Linked DNA regions of Danio rerio: region 1 is linked to region 2. The links are chromatin contacts, called in public Hi-C maps. All regions are on one chromosome and are shown on one strand. Each heading gives the region's core, a stretch centred on a gene start, on an enhancer-like site or on the middle of the called end of the contact. The rest is flanking DNA. Distances are from core to core; before and after follow the strand shown.

Region 1 (5,883 bases), core at 561-3,060, 80 kb before region 2:
GTCTTCACATATAGTGAATTGCATTGTATCGTAACTGGGTAGGCTAAATTGTCCATTGTGTATGTGTGTGAATGAGTGTGTATGGGTTGCGGCTGGAAGGGCATCCGCTGCGTAAAACATGTGCTGGATAAGTTGACGGTTCATTCCGCTGTGGCGACTCCAGAATAATAAAGAGACTAAGCCGAAAAGAAAAAGAATGAATGAATGATGCACTAAACAGCCATATTAGATTTTGAATTTAGAATTGGTTTCTCCTTGTTTCAGACTTAATTCCCAGAGGATCATTTCATTAATAAGTTCTTTCTGGGAACTCATGGGAACTTCCACGTCTTTGTAAAGTTATGATATTTTCCATATATTTTTAGTTGGGTAAAAAAAAAAAACTGAGAAAAATGTACTGTTGAAATTCTAAATGTATCAAATTGTAGACATGTTTTAGTTCCATTTGTTAATATACATTTAAAAGAATTTCATCCACTCAACAAAAAAAAAGCTCGTTGGATGAACTCAATTTAATTGAGGGCAGGACTTCCATCCTATAAATTTGTTTGACACCAACTACTGTAAAATAAAATAAAATAAAAACTATTTAGATAATTATATGCAATTGAGTTGGTCCAACATGATTTCATCAAGTAAATGTTTAAATAAATTAACATTTTTCTTTAACTTAAACTCAAAGATCTGATAATATCAAGTATGTCTGTTACTGTATGTTGTACATTTCATAGTCTCTTTGAATTGATGATTGTTTTATTTGATGTTATGCTAAATAAACAAACAAAAAAAAGCCATTTTAAGCATATTTCATGAGTAACATATACTGTTGATATACTGATCTCAGAACTAATTTTAGGACAGTTATTGCTCACTGAGCTATGCAGCAAACTACATTCTTGCTAATTAGGCTGCCAACACCCAACACATGGGTGCTTCTGTAAGGTGGTCATCTCAAAACTCAAAGAAAATCTTCTAAATCTTTAAACTAAAGTGAAGATTAAACTCTAACAAGTCTTTCTATTAACTTTAAACACCTAAGATTAATTGTTAATTATTGTCAATTATTAAATATTGTCAACATTTCCCTCTCTTAATTCAATCCCAAGCAAAGCATGCTGGAAACTACAAATCCTCTAACAATTCCTTCATGTTGTCCCAACACAAAACTCTTAAGTTTACATAATGGTTTACAAATTTAAGTAGTCTGAATATAAACCAAATAAACTGGCTAACGAAATTACAAAAATGTTGTTGTTTCAGCTCATTTTAAACAGGCTGTTTGAACAAGTAGCAGTAATCTTTATTTATTTATTTATTTATTTATTTATTTATTTAATGTATAAGTATACAAAAATGTGCTCTCTGGATTAAAATGGCTCAGTCAGAAAAAAAAGTAATCTATTTTTGTTCTTCTTATTTATTATTGAAGCATGAGCTGTAATAAACATACTAAATGTGGCTCCTTTCAGCTAAAACAGAAAGACTTTTTGAATGTGCCTCAGAAAAAATGAAAAAAGACTTGGCAAAGGAGGGCAAGACTGAAAATGCTAAATGAAATCTGATATTACGGCAATACATTGGCTGGATTCAGGCCTTGATGCAGGAGGAACTCTCCATATCTCTAAATCAGAGGCTGTATATTGAAAGTGTCACCTAATTGAAAGTGATTTAGAGCCCTGCATTGGCTGGCAGTGCACATATAAATTCACCCCTGACAGCCACTCGAAAGTCGCCCGTATCAACATTATGAAGCATTTGCATGGCAGAACCTTGGAGATTATGCACCATGCAAATGATGTAGCTCTCTGGATGAGGTGATTTGAGTTCTCCCCGCACCCGTCCTCGCCCTCACACCCCAGGGGATTGGAGCTCCGCCTTTGTTCGCATATTCATTTTTTCCCCCCTTGTTTTGCATGTGCCTGGTTTTATATGCTCGCCTGCTTGGGCATCTAAAGGCATCAGCGCTCACAGGCTCCTGGGACACAGAAAGCCATTTTTCATTTAAGACGCGTGGCAGCCCAGCACTCCGCCCAACCCCCATTGTACCTTTTAATAATGCCCTCTTGGAAATTTCGATATTTTTTTTTCTCATATCCGAGTGGTTTTGTGGAAGGTGCTTTAACAATGGCTGAAAAGATGAATCGTGAGATAATTCTATGAAATAGCGCCTTTATCTAGTGCCATTATTCTTCATTTTATCATCTGAAAACTGTAATGAAAGCAGATCATTTTCTGATATTTTCTTTTTTTACGTACAGTGTCCTAAAATGTGTGGATGCTTTTGGAGATGAAAATCACTCTAGAAAAGTGTGGATTTTAGTAGATTAGGTGCAAAATAATAATAATAATAATAATAATTATTATTATTATTATTATTATTATTATTATTATTATTATAACAATAGCTTACATTTATATAGAGCTTTTCTAGACACTCAAAGCACTAAATACATTTTTTGGGGGAATCTCCTCTTCCACCACCAGTGCGCAACATCCACTTTGATGACACGACAGCAGCCATATTGCTCCAGACCCCACACCTAACACCAGCTGATTGGTGGAGAGGAGACAGAGTGATCAAGCCATTTATGATATGGGGATGGTTAGGAGGCTATGATGGAAAGAGGCTAGTGGGCAAATTTGGCAAAGATGTCAGGTTTAAACCCCTACTCTTTTTTTTGAAGGACATCCTGGAATTTTTAATGACCACAGAGAGTTAGTATATTGATAGGGCCTCTATACTGCTCAGTGAGCGACGTCTTTCGGATGAGACTTCGGTTTAATGTCTCATTCGAAAGACAACGCTCACTGAGCAGTATAGAGTCCCCATCAATATACTGAGGCTTTAGGATCCACACAGACCACAGGTTGGCCGCTCCACGACTTCCCGCAACAACCTAGCTTTTATATATGGTCTCCCATCCAGGTACTGACCAGGCGCAGCCCTGCTAAGCTTCAGTGGGTGACCATGTGAGAGTTGCAGAGAGCTAGCTGCCGGCAAATGTAGTTTCCAGTTTTTTTTTTTTTTTTTTTTGTTATTCAAAACATCACAATAAACTGTAATGCAGAAGAAATTACATTACATCAGACCCACAAACATAAAAAGCATCATACACTATAAAAACCTAACATAATAAATAAGCTTTTATAATTTCATTAATATGTAAAAGTATAGTTATATAAAATATAACTCAACTTAAAAAAACACAGAAGAGAATAAATTAATACTTAAATAACAATTGCACAGTTTGTTATAATAGCTATGATATTAACAATTAGTTCTAGTTTAAGTGCTTATTGATTTATATATTATTACATACTAGCTATCAATAGTATTTAAGATACGGTGTTATTCAAAAGTCTTAGAATGACTGGATAAAAACTATCATGAAACCGCACTGATTTGCTCATCAGGCTTCTGTAACGCCTGCCGGATGGCATGAGCAAGGGCCAGGGTGGGTTGGATCTCTTAAAGCAGGGGTCACCAAACTTGTTCCTGGAGGGCCAGTGTTCTGCAGATTTTAGCTTTAACCCTTATCAAACACACCTGAACATGTTAATCAAGGTCTTACTAGGTATACTTGAAGTATACATGCAGGTGTGTTGAGGCAAGTTGTAGCTAAACCCTGCAGGGACACCAGCACCCTGAAGGGAAAACCCTTGAGTACTTTTTTGAGGTTTTAACAGATTTGTGTGTGTTGGGCATCAGTTAAGACAATGTTAGCACCAGTTAGTTGTAATTGTGGAGAAAACTGGATGATTTGTAGCTTTTGTCAGCTAATATTTAGCTTCCGGGTTTAAAATGATTTTTGGGGCAGGATCAAAATCGGCGACGTAGCGCAAAACTGCAAGTGCAAAAATGACACGTCGGTTTTTCATTATTATACATAGCTGAGTTTTCTTATCCTATGAGAAGAGCCGGCTTCTTAAATATTCATGACTGCACGTCCTTTCTGAAGGCAAGATAGACCTGCCAGTGCCAAGCTGTGAGACACGGACCGACGGTACACAGGCTCGTATGTGTTTGTTTCCATGATCAATGGTATTGTTGCATGTTTTTCCCCACGATGCTGTCAAGGCCGATACAGCAAAGCTGTTTGTGTGCAGCAATCATTTTTGTCAGGAGAGCAGTAGGAGAACTGGAGAATGGCGGACGTTGTCTTTTATCAAGAGGTCGTTAACATTTAGACACATCGCCGTGCTGCTGTGTTTGCCTAAATGCTCTAGATTACCAACAGGGCTAATGGTTAAAATAGACAGGGCAGAGACCTGCTGCACTGAGTCTACATTCAGACCTATGATTTAGACCCGGGGATTGAAGGAAAAGTCCTCATTTATAATGTTATTGTTTAAATGAACACGATTATCTTTATAATGATTGTAGTTTATCTGTATATTTTATCTGTGTATTTTATCTATCTGTATAGATAAAATTGTGGTTATCTGTATATGAAATTATGAATAACAAATGTAGCAGGGCATAAATTACTGTTTATTTTTTTGGATTTTAACTCTGTAAACTATAAAATCATGGGTCTCCTCACGGTTTGTGTCTAATTTTGTGAGCTAACTGACAACAGTTGTTCGCTCCCCTCCTTCTCCCCTGTTGGCCATGCCCACTCCTGCCCTTTGCTCACGGAGCTCCACGCCCATTAATTTATGATGCATCTTTTGAAAAAATTCTGAGGTAGACTTGAACCGAAAGTGGGGGGTGTCATGACCCTTTAAAATGCTATTTGCCTTAGACAGACAATGTTGTTGATACAATTTAATGATATAATCTCTAAACTAACTTTACTTTTCTGAGCAAACTTTTTAATGAGTCCTAACTGATGACGCAGGATAAATTGGACCAATATGTATGATGCAGTTCTTGTGAAATTAATCAAATATTTGATATGATGAAATATATATTTTTATTTTATTATAAATTATTATTATTTTAAAACTAAATTGGCAGTAGAATGCAAGAGTGTATGGGTGTTTCCCAGTGCTGGGTTGCAGCTGGAAGGGCATCCGCTGCGTAAAATATATGCTGGATAATCGGCGTTCCGCTGTGGCGACCCCTGATTAATAAGGAGACTAAGCAGAAAAGAATATGAATGAATAAATGAATGAATGAATGAATGAATGAATGAATGAATGAATGAATGAATGAACGAACGAACGAACGAACGAACGAATGAATGAATGAATATTAATATTTATAATAATAATAGTCCATTGTATTTGTAATTGTCACACCCTCGGCTCGTTCCTGCAGCTCCAATCACCACTCTCCCTCACCAGCCACCTCTCACCACACCCGCAAACAATCCCCAGCATACTAATTACATGCACCTGCACCCACAATTATCAAACATCATATATACCCACCTCATTTACTCACTCATCAGCCTGTATCAAAGTTGGATGGTTCACCTCATCTTCTCTCTCTTCTTCTTCCTCACGTCTTCTCCCGTGGATGTCTTGATTCGCCTACTGACGCCTAAACAACTGACAAAGGGAAGTGACTTAAGCTATTACCGTTTACCTGAAGATCTAATGTTCACCTTATGAACTATATGTGAGATTGCTCACCCTCTGATGTTTCCCAGATGAACTTTGTGTGAGATCGCTCACCTTCAGATGTTTACCTTGTGAACTGTCTATGGGATTGCTCTCTGCAACACCGCTCTCCTGCTTCATCTCTCTGATTCAGATGCGTTGTTTTAAATAAATACCTTGTCTTCCTTGTGTAATTGTGACAGTAATGCACTTTTCCAAATCCCTAAGCGTCACAACAACCGATGAATCAAACATGCAATAAAATACAAGGATTCAACATGGCAAAATTATAAAATATAAACACATTACAGTGATCAAGAATCTAAAAATGCCGTC
Region 2 (6,573 bases), core at 2,479-4,978:
ATATTTAGAATAAATTCTGATATATGCTGATTTGTTGCACAAAATATTCATTGATTAATTTTGCTTTAGTTTAGTACCTTTATTCGTCAGGGGTCGTCACAGCAAACTTATCCAGCATATGTTTTACACAGTGGATGCCCTTCCAGCTGCAACCCAACACTGGGAAACATCTATACAGGTCCCAAGCCAAGACTTCAACCAGCAACCTTTTTGCTGTGAGGTGATGATGCTAACCACTGCACCACCATGCCACCCTACACAAAATATAATATGTTAAAAGTTGAAAGCAGTTGTGCTACGTCAAATTTTTTTGATGATTGCACGGAAATACTACACACTAAACTGCTCCAGCTGCTTGAAAATTCTTCTCTGGAATTTATTAAGTTCTCAAGTCCAGTAATATTAGGTTCACACAATCCTGCCTTCTTTATTTCCCACATCAGTCAGCTAATTATGGAACTGATAACGAACAGGAACATCAGTCAACAGCGGTTCGGAAAACGATACAGCAGCACAAAGAAAGCTCAATTCTACTGTGTGACAATCGCACACCATCAAATTTATGACAAGTGTTTAAATTCATTCCTCCTGACGGGAATTAATGCGAATCCTTGCGACAGTTGTGAGAGCACCGGACCAGTTTCGCATCCAGCATTGTTTCCTGCCTGGCCCATTTTCTTCCCATCACAGTCAGTCATGCTATTGTGCTCCTGTTGTCAGCTCATTAATATACGCTGGCGTTCTTCTGCCAGCCTTCCTCTTTCTCCTCCCATCCCTCCCTCCACTTCCATGAGTCAAGGTCAGACAATTTTACCTTTGGTTTTTAAAATGTGAAAACAGATTCAGATCCCCCATCCCCCCCGGTTCCATTTCCCCAACCCCTGGCATTGAAGAAAGTGTGTGCGTTTGTGTGTGTGCCCAGCAGAGAAGTTTAATAAATGTGGTGTCACTCTGCTGTGTGGCATGTGAGATTGCTTGGCCTGCAGTCCCTGACATGTGGAAACGCTTTTGAATGGCAGACCTCTGTAATAAGGCTGGAGAGCATATGAGAACAATACAGCATGGCATATGGAAACTGCTAATGACGTTGCCTGAAAAGCTTGTTTTCATTCAGATTGCTGTCAGATTGCATTAGTGAGATACTCTTTTCAATGTGTCCGTTTATGATCACATTTGTTGTCTTTTTGTGTGCTTACATACCAATGTGTTTGTGTGCCTTTGAGTGTGTTCTTTGCTTAATGCTACACTACACAGGTCAATGCTCAACCTAATTTGTTTTACTTAATGAGGTAATCTAACCCTTAAATAAATATGTTAAAAAATAGGTTTAAAGGCCCACATGGGATTTTTAAAAAACTTTTTTTTTTCAAAAGATTTTTTAAATGCTCACTCTGAGAAATAATAAAAAAGTCAGATGTTTAATAATCTAAAATCTGGAAACAAAGCTGTCATAATAGCCATAAATTGGATTTTAAAAACGCTGTTCAAAATGTATCATGCGATTTCATGGGATAAAAAAAAAATATTTTAATTGAAGCAAAAGGCTCTGCACTACTTTTAAATTTAAAAGAACTCAAATTTGGGGCATCATGGTAACGCAGTGGGTAGCACAATCACCTCACAGCAAGAAGATCACTTGTTTAAGCCTCGGCTGGGTAAGTTTTTGTGTGGAGTTTGCATGTCCTCCCCGTATTTGCATGCATTGAAATATTTAATACTATTTCAAAGAAATTTCTGTGTTTGCATGTTCTCTCCGTGTTGCTGTGGGTTTCCTCTGGGTGCTCCGGTTTCTCCCAAGGCCTAAAGACATGCGGTATAGATGAATTGAATAAGCTAAATTAAAACCATGTGCTGGACAAGTTGGCAGTTTATTCCGCTGTGGCGCCCCCTGATTAATAAAGGGAATAAGCCGGATAAAAAAGAATGAATGAATGAGAACTCAAATTTTAAAAGTAGCAAATGGGCTTTTGGATCAATATATGTCTTTGCTAAAATAAAACAACAATAAATGTTGTTAAATATCATATTATATTACACTATGTTAACAAAAGTAAAAAAAAAAAATTATAATCTAAAATAAAGAAATAAAATATAATAATAGTGGCAGGGTGGCTCAGTGGTTAGCACTGTCGCCTCACTGCAAGAAGGTTGCTGGTTCAAGTCCTGGCTGGGTCAGTTGACATTTTGTGTGGTTAGCCCGAAATAAATTCAAGTGGCCTGAATAAAAAGTACATTATTTAATAAAAAAAAACAAATACTTGCATTAATATTTAACAATATGTTATGTATTTATTTATTTATATTTGTTAATTTATTCAACATAATTTTTGTGCTATAGATGAATTGAATAAACTAAATTGGCTGCATGTGTGTGAATTAGAATGTATGGGTGTTTCCCTCTACTGGGTTGCAGCTGGAAGGGCATCCGCTACATTAAAAAAATGCTGGTATAGTTGGCGGTTCATTTCGCTGTGGCAACCACTGAAATAAAGACTAAGCCAAAAGTAACTGTATGAATGATTTATTGAATGAATGAATAAATTAATGAAGATTAGAATAATGAACTCATCTAACCCTTAAATTTTGTTGGATTTCATGGGGGAATAATACTAAAATAAATAGTAAAAAATTAAAAAGTGTCATATATTTAATTAATTATTTAACTACTACCAAACCTAGTAAGACTTCTGTACAAATCTGTCAAACGAAATTGTCGATACAAATTGTAAAACGAAACATTCTGAACATTGAAAATTGAGTTTTTTATAATTGAATATAATAAATATTTGGAAGTGAAATGTGTAGTCCAGTCCAAGAGTTGAAAACGCTGCCTATTAATAATCTAAACCTGAAATATCCCAAATGAGATCATTTAACTCAAAAATTTTGTTTGGTTGATGCAAATAAAATTTTTTGATTCAGTAGTGAATTAATATTTGGGTCCCTCTTAAATCAAGTGGCCTTAACTACATGTATTTACATTCAAAAATATACCTATTGTGTTCATAATGCTTTGCAGAACATTTCTGGGGTTATTGGTGGTAAGTTATAGGGACAGGTATGTGGATATGGGTAGGTTTAGGTATGGGTTAAAGTGTAATGGATGGTCAGCAGTGTATTATGTATGTAATAACAGAAATTAATTGCATTGCAAATACATGCATGTATTTAATCAAGCATAGTACAATGTAAAAACGTGTATTTACAAAATAAGTACATCGTAACAAATTATTAATTTCAGTGTAAGTAAATATTAGTTAAGGTCACTTAATATAAAGTGGGGCGAATATTTGTTACTTGAAAAAAGCTGAGTAATTTAATTGCTTTAACTTAAAACAAGCTTCCATGTTTAAGTAACTAGTAGAATTGCTGAAACATACATCTTTATTTGTTTTTCTCTCCTACAACTTTGTTCATTTCAAAATTTAAATCAAACACCCAGTGTGTCTGAGGTAACGTCAGGCATTTGGATCTACTTTTTATGTGTGCTTTATTTGTCCTTCAGTTTCAATGCACTTCAACCTGAGCACATTGCATTAAACCAGTTTGATTACATTTGAGATTAGAGTAAGGTGGGAGACATGAGCCTCATGTCTGGCTGTAAGAGTGAGTTATGCTGCAGTTAGCTGAGTGGGTTGGAAGCGTGTCGCATGGTGCGGAGACTATACTCCACTACTCTGTTTCTATGACCTTGGGGGTCACTGAGCGGAGGGATGCATTCATCACTGTGATGCTGGTGATGGGGGAAGGGGAAGGGGGGAGCTGTAGGCATGCAACGGTGGCATGCTCATTACTAACCAGCACCCAGTGCTCTGCTTTTTTGCTTCTGTTTCTATTTGAGCCCTCTGAGTGTAAGTGTAACCTTTGTTATTGGAGTTTTTATGGATTCTTTTATTTATTTACCACATTAATTCCTTATGCCCTATCAAACAATTTCTATTAAGAATATTTGAGATAACCTCTTATCAAATAAACCGAGGTTCACATGGGATTCAAAGATTGGGCAACAAAAAAATAAAGAATCTCTAAAAAAAAAAAAAAAAAAACTTTAAAGCAGTACCTCATTCAATTAAAAATGTATCTTTCATTTCAGTTTAAAATTATTTGTTTTATTTTTCAAGTAATATATTTTAAGTTCGAAACTAATATGAATAAAAAATATATATTTTATATATATAATATTTAAAAAATTAATTTAAATGTTTTTGATTAAGAGCTCAACTAAGTAATATTTTTTTGGACCAATGTAACATGTTAAGGTTACTTAGGCCAGTGAATGTGTATTAAACAGAAACTCAATATGCCCTGTACTTTCACAGACTTAAATATTAAGGCAAATGATTTATTTTTCATTGGCTTAGGTGATCAAATTTAGATGGGAAAACATTACCCTAATACCCTGGAAAAATCTAGCCTATTTCAGTGCTTTTCATTTTTTTATTCATTCATTTATTCATTCCACACACCACAGCGAAATGAACCACAAACTATTCCAGCATATACTGTATGTTTTAAGCAGCGGATGCCCTTCAAACCAGAACCCAGTAATGGGAAACAACCATACACTCTCACATCCACACACAAACTCATACACTAGGCCAGTTTAGTTTATTCAACTCACCTATACTATAGCGCATGTCTTTGAACTGTGGGGGAAACCGGAGCACGTAGAGGAAACCAACTTCAACATGGGGAAATCACTCAAATGCCTTGATTTTTAAAAAATAAACAAATAAACAAACAAAATAAAAAACAAACTAAAAAAATAAATAAATTCATTCATTCATTCATTCATTTTCTGGCGCTTTTCCAAGGCTGGGTCGCAGGAACCCACAGGAACCCACAGAGACTTCCCTCTCCCCAGACACTTCCTCCAGCTTCTCTGGGGGGATCCTGAGGCGTTCCAAGGCCAGCCAAGAGACATAGTCCCTTCAGCGTGTCCTGGGTCTTCCCCGAGGCCTTCTCCCGGTGGGACATGTCTGGAACACCTCCCTAGGTAGGCGTCCAGGAGGCATCTGAAACAGATGCCCAAGCCACCTCAGCTGACTTCTCTCGATGTGGAGGAGCAGCGGCTCTACTCCGAGCTCCTCCCGGGTGTCAGAGCTCCTCACCCTATCCATAAGAGTGCGCCCTGCCACCCTTCGAAGGAAACTCATTTTGGCCGATTGGATCCAAGATCTTGTCCTTTCGGTCATGATCCAAAGCTCATGACCATAGGTGAGATTAGGAACGTAGATTGACCAGTAAATCGAAAGCTTTGCCTTTCGGCTCAGCTCCTTCTTCACCACAACGGACTGGTACATCGACCGCATTACTGCTGCCGCGGCAAATAAATAAATGAATGAATGAATAAATAAATAAATAAAATATTGTTAATTGTTAATGCATGTGTTTGTTTTATTTAATAAATAATGTATTTTTTAGTCTGGTCACCTGAATTTAATTGGGGCTAACAAAAATCTAAGAAGTTCCTGCCAAAAAGGATACCACGGATTTTGAAATTTTGCAAGGCCTTTATGGTCTACATAATAATATGTGCAGAGGTCTTAAAACAAAGTCCTGTGGGAGTCCATTACACATTGTGTTATTGTATTTCTCTGAAAATTGAAAACAATCTGTTTTATGTCAAAAACAACACGCTTGACTTTTAAAAATCTAAAACTCAAAATAATCAATTTAATCTAAACAAATACAATTAACAGTGGTATTTCTAAACTGTATTATTACTATGTCATTGATTATGTAAAGGTGATCAGATATTCTGCATCCACTTAAGATTTAGATCAAAATTCATGTTATTAACAAACACTACTAGGTCAATAAACTACTAATTAGCTGTTTATTAATATTTAGTAAGATAGAATAAAGTAGGATTAGGGATGCAGAATAGGATACTTTATAACTACAAGTGAACAGTCCAAATCTTAATAATAGGTAATTAGCCAGTAGTTAATAGAATGAATTGTGACCTAATCTAACTGATTACTGATTATTCCACGAAAAGTTAACTGTGAGCATTATCATAAACATAAAATCAATACAGTAAATGGGGGAAAATGTGACAAATCTTTTAACATTGGTTTTTAAAATGATATGCATTTATTAAAAAAGCATTTCACAACTGTACCTTTTAGACTCTACTGTAAATCCCATGCCTTTTCTCTGCATTGCGGTACACATACTGTACAAACTGTCAATAATGTGTAATGAATAAGAAATGGCATGACCCCCTCCCCATTTTACAATATCAGACAGAGTATTGATCAGGAAGAGCTAAGGTCATGCTCTTTCTCAGTTTATCATCTGCTTCTCAAGATCTCATCCTCTGATGTGCAGTAGCCTACATTAAAAAAAAAAAAAACTAAATAATGACACAGTTAATTGTGAAGACAGAATGAGGAATTATTTAATCAAAATAAACAATTTTTTCCATCGCTGAGCAAAGACATGAAGCAATATTTTAAGTATGAGAGTGCGAAATGTGTTCAACGATTTCCTTTTCATTCTTGTTCTCTGCATGCTTGAAGAGTTGTTGCGGTTAGTCTTTGCTCTCTTTATAGTCTGTTTCCTGCC

The links. A called contact is a pair of places that touch in the nucleus more often than the background predicts.
Region 1: a Hi-C map of embryo shows a contact between it and region 2, with 2.2 times the contacts expected there. The contact joins two enhancer-like sites. A contact is called at or near these places in 2 of 18 Hi-C or Micro-C datasets (both in embryo) and 1 of 4 datasets of contacts at active chromatin or transcription factors (gastrula embryo).

What each region holds. Positions count from the first base shown.
Region 1 is chr3:33,279,843-33,285,725 of GRCz12tu, reverse strand. No RefSeq gene overlaps it. Among named protein-coding and RNA genes, the nearest start is that of tnrc6c1, 91 kb to the right of the region's middle. Within about 2 kb of position 1,810, at least 4 of the 62 cell types and tissues checked have an H3K27ac peak or open chromatin away from gene starts, as enhancers often do.
Region 2 is chr3:33,201,041-33,207,613 of GRCz12tu, reverse strand. All of the region lies in intron 3 of LOC141381234 (a long non-coding RNA gene), which reads left to right. Among named protein-coding and RNA genes, the nearest start is that of tnrc6c1, 12 kb to the right of the region's middle. Within about 2 kb of position 3,728, at least 16 of the 62 cell types and tissues checked have an H3K27ac peak or open chromatin away from gene starts, as enhancers often do.